Regions from separate parts of the Mus musculus genome. Here region 2 is linked to region 1. Evidence: chromatin contacts called from public HiChIP or PLAC-seq data. All regions are on one chromosome and are shown on one strand. The core of a region is the stretch at or near the end of the contact, and the rest is flanking DNA. Distances in the headings are between cores, read along the strand shown.

Region 1 (2,927 bases), core at 340-2,839:
AGGCATTTCCTCAACTGAAGCTCCTTTCTCTGTGACAACTCCAGCTGTGTCAAGTTGACACAAAACTAGCCAGTACAACTCCTATCAAGTTGGAGAGAGTGGTGCATCCAGGGTGTTGTCTGTCGATGTGGGAAGATGCTGTATCTCTCCATTACTTTATGACTTTTCCATTCGCATCGCAGCTCTGAGCACATAAGCCTTTGGTTTTGTTTTGTTTTGTTTTGTTTTGTTTTGTTTTGTTTTGACAAAGTGTCTCATGCAGCCCAGGCTGGCCTTGAACTTCTGATCTTCCCACCCTCACCTCCCAAGTGCTGGGGCTACTGACATGCACTGCCACACTCACTTTAGCGTGCAAATCTAGTGCAAGTTTTGTTAAATGTACATCTATTGGGAGTCGTATGCACTATAGTGGTGTATTTTTTAGTTTTGAATCTGTACTCTTTCTAGTACAAATATATCATTGCATTTTTATGTTTATCTTGTAGCTTTCTCACCTTGAACTCATTGATTCTTTCTAAGATATCTTTGCTTTTTTTGGAATTCTTGGAAACTTTCTGTGTAGATAACCATGCTAAAACTTTATCCCTTTCCCATCCATCTGATCTTGCATTTCTTTATGCTTCCTACTCGACCAATTAAAAAAAAATCTCCTTTCATTTCCTTAGGCTTCCTTACTCGACCAATGAGAGCTCTCCTGTTTTGATGACAGTACTTTGCTTCTTACCTGGTGTTTTTGTTTATTCTTGTTCCATTTTATTTATTTGCATCTGCCTTACTGATACATCTATTTTCCCTTTCTGTCCTTCCAATCCAGTTACATTTGCAGTTTGATTCTGTGCATTCTGCAACCCTCTTGGGTGTCTTATCTCCACCGAGTAACCTGGGCACTATTTGGCTCTGTGAGGGCTCCCTAAGTCCCGCTACCCTCTGTTCTGTGGCTACTTGTTAGGTTCTGCCCTTCTCCATTCCTGTGTCTTCTCTGATTGTACCTTCTCCTTCCTTCTACTCCCTTGCCACTTAGACTTCCTAAGGTCGGTTTTGGCCTATCCATGCTTCCTGGTCATCTGTTCTTTTCTCTCTTTTTCTCACTCCAAACCACTCCCCTTCCTCTTAAGACTAAGAATTCTGAACAGAATGTCACCTGAGCGCACGCTGCTCCAGGAGTGCTCAGGTGATGGGGTGGACCCCAGGAGCTGGCAACTACATCATCCTGCTTGCCCTCCAGTTTTCTCTTTCCTTGGGTTTGTCTGAAGCTGGGAAGGCTGAGTCATCACCATTAGTACCGCACTGTGACTCACTGTGAGCTTTCCTGAGGTCCCCCAAGCCAGTGTTTCTGCAAAACCTCATGGGTATATAAGTTATTGCATGCAAACCATCAGACCACGTTGTGTTTTATTTTCCTAATAAACACTCCCCCTGTTTTTATTGCCAGCCACACTGTCCTATTTACTGAAGTAAAAATCTTAAACAAATGTTCCCCTGTCAATTATTCAAAGTCACAAGACTTGGCAGTACAGTAAACTCCCTCTTCTCCAGCGTGAGCCTCTCTGACAGCAGCTCTTCAATTTCAATATGCACAAGAATGACCTGGGGCTCTGTTAAAATGGGGCTTCTTGGTCCTTCTCGCCAGAGCATAGACAATAGAGCTGAGGTGAGGCTCAGGAATGCACATTCTCTTACACTGCACAGCCACACCCGTGGTTGTGGTGCCTCAACTCTCACATCAGGCTCTGGAAAGCACAACTATTCGTGGCTGCCGATTCTGAAAGCCACATAGCACCATTCCAACTGTGCACTCCATTTAGTGAAGGGGTGAGTATTAACAATAATTTGAGAGAGAGAGAGAGACCTTTGAAATGGCCCATCGACCACTGAAAGCTCTTGCTGGCAAGTCTCACATCCTGAGTTCTATACCTGCAATCCATGTAATGGTGGAAGAAGAGAATTGATTCCACAAGGTTGACTTCTGACCTCCATTGGCATGCCAAACCAAGTGTACCCTGATGACATATAAGTATCACATCACCTTCCCTCTCTTACACACACACACACACACACACACACACACACACACACACACACACAGAGAGAGAGAGAGAGAGAGAGAGAGAGAGAGAGAGAGAGAGAGAAGGAAAGAATGACAACTTTAGGTAAAAACAAATGCGTTCCTCTCCTGGGCACATAAAGCATACTCTTTTCAGTCTTGATATCTACATGGAACTTCTGCATACTTCAGTGGTAAGTACCAATCACTACCCTGTGCCCTAGATGTATACACAGAACAGACTGTCAGATGGGCCATAAAGCCCATTATCTGATATGTACCCTCCTCCTCCCCGTCTTCTTCCTCAGCATCCTGGCTCGAAATCCCTGCAGCACCTGAATTACTACCAACACCCACTCTCACTGGACCCAAAGCCTGCCCATCTAGGCTTCGTTATCACCACCATCAGCTCTAGCACGCACCCATAACAAGCTTAGATCACAGTAGCCAGAGCTAGCAGACACCTAAGGGTACTGTGGGACTGAATAGGGTGGGTGGCTGTGGTGGAGATTTGGGGCCTCTGGGCTAACTTTTTATGTGACTGGGTCCCTGAGGACCAATCGTATCTGGGGACGCTGGAGTAGACAAACGGGCCACTGTTACTTCTTGTCTGTGGCTTGGTTTCCTCCATCCCGCACTTCTCCATCTATCCCAACCCCCTCCTTGTCTTCTCTCCCGTGAGCCAACCTGGGATGAGGACAGCAGCCCCAGCTTGTCTTTCACTCCATTCTCCTTTCTAGAATCCCAGTGGTCCCTCCCCAGGAGTGAACTTGGGCACCCGGTGTGTAATCACCAGTGTCCTGATTCTGTTCTGTGACCTTTCCCTCACTAAGGAGAAAGGCAAAGCACCTTCTGCATGCTGTGCAGTTCCTTGGAGACAGTC
Region 2 (3,091 bases), core at 443-2,942, 630 kb before region 1:
AGTAACGGGTGTCACTGCAACATGGCACCTATAATTAACAGCCTTCGAAATTAAGCCAGACTTATAAACAAACAAACAAACAAACAAACAAACAAACAATACAGCACAAGGGCGCTCAGAAAGTCTTCTTCCTGGAGTGTGATGGGTGTAAAAGCCAAGTTGTACAAAGTCTATATGTATTTTTAAAATACAGGGGATGTCCCCAGGTACTGCCTCCAGACTGTCCATTGCTAGCCAGTGTTGGTCATGGCCACGCAGTCTCTGAAGAGCTTAGAGTTGCTGGAGTCACCCAGGCTTCAGGGCTGATGGGTTGGTAGTCACAAGTGAGGCCCATCGTTCAATAATTTATTACTTATCGTCCATCCAGCCTCCTCAGAGCAGATGGGACAACCATCGCGGCCAGTCCAGTGGTTTCAAAGCATCCCAAAGCATCTCTGCTCCTGCAGTTACCCACATCCCCTGAAGCGAGACTCGTGTCTTCCCTCAGGGTCTATCTGAGCAGCTACACTGGCTGGCATTCTGTTACTGGAAGGCCAATAGGGACTGTGCAGAATGGGCCTCTGACCGTTTTCCAGGGCTCGGGAGAGAGTATTCCAGGGATGGTACACCTCTAACTATGCCCTGCTAACACAGTAGACTGGGGCCATGGCACTCTCTCTGGCTGTCTCTATGCATCTCTACCCAGGGAATGCTGCCAGGTCTACACCACCCTGCAAAGTTGAATGAGATCATTTCAAGAGTACTGGTTGTACGCAGGGACCCTAGGGGGATGTTGCTGCTCTTCCAAAATCCCTCCATTTTCCAACCCCTCGTAAAAGAGCACCCACCACTGCCCACCCAGAAGACCCCCCCCCCCGCCAATGCCCAAGAAAAGGACGATCTTCCCCACTCTTTCAATTTTCTCTACTGTCCGTTATTTTCCCAACAAACCACCAGAGCCAGGCGGCGTGTCCGCACACTCTTGGTTGGGGCGCCACCCCAGGCAGCCCTACGGTAGGGATTTCCCTCCCAGAGCCTTGGCCCGGCCGCCGGGTTCCCCAGAGAAGGCAGCGCGAGAAGTGGGTGTGTGTACACAGCAGGATGCAGGGAGCACGGGCCGCCAGGCCCCCAGCCCTCGGAATATTGGGGCCCGCTAGATCCCCGCACCTGGCGCCACCCGCCGGGCGATGCCGCCGAAGATGATGGCTTCTTTCGGGGGAGCATCGCACCGTGTCTCCTCTTCTCATCACCTCTGGTAGCTCAAGCTTCTCTATGTCCTATCCCCCTCCATATGTCCCCTCCCTCTTTGTCTGCTTAGCGCCTCTGAACATCCTGCCCTCTCCTATGGCCCAACTCTATTGCGGTCACCTCCCCGGGGACCCTGGCCCCCTAACCGGCCCGCCGGTTCGGGTCTCACCCAGAACAGCAGGTTGAAGCCGAGCAGCAGATACTTGATGCACCGCAGGCCCCCGCGAAAACGCCCCATGCTGCGACCCCGGCGGCGGGCTCCCGATTCCCCAGGCCCGCGCCGAGCCCCGGGAGCGGCGGGCGCCGGTGGAGGGGCGGGGCGGGTTGGGAGGGGCGTGACCTGTGGGCGTGGTCTGCGGGCGGGGATTTGGTCGCGAGCGGCCAGCTGGCTGTGGCTGGGGCGCCCTGGGGTGGAGATCCCGGTCCCACGCACCCGCTCCGGCCCTTGGAGGTAGCACCACCTTCGTCCACGCTGGTGGGCTTGGGCTCCTGTAGCTATCCGAGCATATGTGCGCCCACCCGGAACGCGGGGTCCATTTAATCAGTGCCGGGTGCCCAGACTCCCTTGAGGCCCTCGATGATGGTTGAAGTTATCCTGCGTGTCTATGGAAACCTAGGGAGGTGACTTCAGATGGTAAAGCTAATAGGATCGGTGAAGCCGGTAGAGACTCTGTGGTGAGGCGCCAGGCAGAGTGTCCAGGGCTGCAGTTAAGCAGAGTCCTGCAAGCGCCCAGGCCGCGGGCGGAGGCCGCTGCTGGGGACCCTCCCTCCTGCCGCTGCGTTCCTAGAGGACTGTTACCTTAATAGGCAAGAACTGGGAGTAGGCGCGCCAGGCGGAGGCCCTGGGCCCTGACACTGCTTCCCACCCTGCCCAGTCCAGCCCACCAGATCAGGGAAAGGGAGTCAGACCTCTCACTCACATCCTGCTAGGTTTGATAGATCGGGGGCCTTGAAAGAAGTCCAGATTCTTAGGGTCTAGACTGAGATGTGTAGATCAGGGAAAGGGAGCGAGTTCTGTTTTGCTTTGTTTTTATTAAGCTAGGCGACTGGTGAAGAATCGGGCATTCACTTCAGTTGACTAAGTGTCTACAATATGTGGTGTCAGACGGCACGGGGGAGACAGGAAAGTGTAAAATCAGGGAGCTTGTGCATTAATTTAGCAACACTCTAAGTGCCAATTATAGGCCAGGCATAGTAGCAAGCCCTGGGGACACCAGAAGAATGCCAGGCTTGCTATCACATCTTTACTGGAGGGCACAGATCTGTAAGCAAATTTTTGGAACAAGGTGAGGTGGGTGGGCTAGGAGCTGGGCAAGAGACTGCTTCTGCCTTGACTAAGGAAGGCTTTTCAAGAAGACTGGACCTGATCCTAATTTGTAAAATAGGTGTCAGTAGCTGGGCAGTGGTTGTTCACGCCTTTAATCCCAGCTCTTGGGAGGCAGAGGCAGGCAGATTTCTGAGTTTGAGGCCAGCCTGGTCTACAGAGTGAGTTCCAGGATAGCCAGGGCTATACAGAGAAACCCTGTCTCAAAAAACCAAAACCAAACAAACAAAAAGGTGCCAGTAGAGAGAGCAGGGGGTCAGGGGAGGAAGCAGAGGAAGTACAACCTAGCCTGGGAGCAGGAGTCAGAGAGATGGCCAAGGTGAGGGGAGTCAGGAGCTCACCAGAACAAATCACAGAGGGCAGGCACTTGACTAATGTGACACATTACCCCATTATCTTGGGGCCTCTCTTTCCCATCTCAGTATGGAGATTGTACAACCTGCTTCAAAAGAGTTGTGAAGATTAAGGAGTTAATATATGTACAGTGAGATCAGTGAGGCACATGAGATTATGATATAAGGTAGCCAGGACCTCACCAAC

The links. HiChIP or PLAC-seq counts read pairs in DNA pulled down with a chosen protein or histone mark.
Region 2: a contact with region 1 is called in an H3K27ac HiChIP or PLAC-seq map of embryonic stem cells, with 4 times the contacts expected there. The contact joins the promoter of Tspan2 here to the enhancer-like site in region 1. A contact is called at or near these places in 5 of 39 promoter capture datasets (the SN4741 cell line, embryonic stem cells, liver and 1 more) and 5 of 115 datasets of contacts at active chromatin or transcription factors (differentiating embryonic stem cells, embryonic forebrain, embryonic stem cells and 1 more).

The regions. Positions count from the first base shown.
Region 1 is chr3:102,102,708-102,105,634 of GRCm38.p6, reverse strand. All of the region lies in intron 1 of Casq2 (calsequestrin 2), which reads right to left. Among named protein-coding and RNA genes, the nearest start is that of Casq2, 18 kb to the right of the region's middle. Within about 2 kb of position 1,589, at least 48 of the 459 cell types and tissues checked have an H3K27ac peak or open chromatin away from gene starts, as enhancers often do. A contact at or near this core is called in the SN4741 cell line and embryonic stem cells, where this site is marked.
Region 2 is chr3:102,733,371-102,736,461 of GRCm38.p6, reverse strand. Tspan2 (tetraspanin 2) reads right to left here and starts at 1,692. Exons shown (of 8, transcript NM_027533.3): 1 at 1,397-1,692. The coding sequence starts at 1,465. It overlaps Tspan2os (tetraspanin 2, opposite strand), which reads left to right and starts at 1,045. Exons shown (of 4, transcript NR_040588.1): 1 at 1,045-1,234.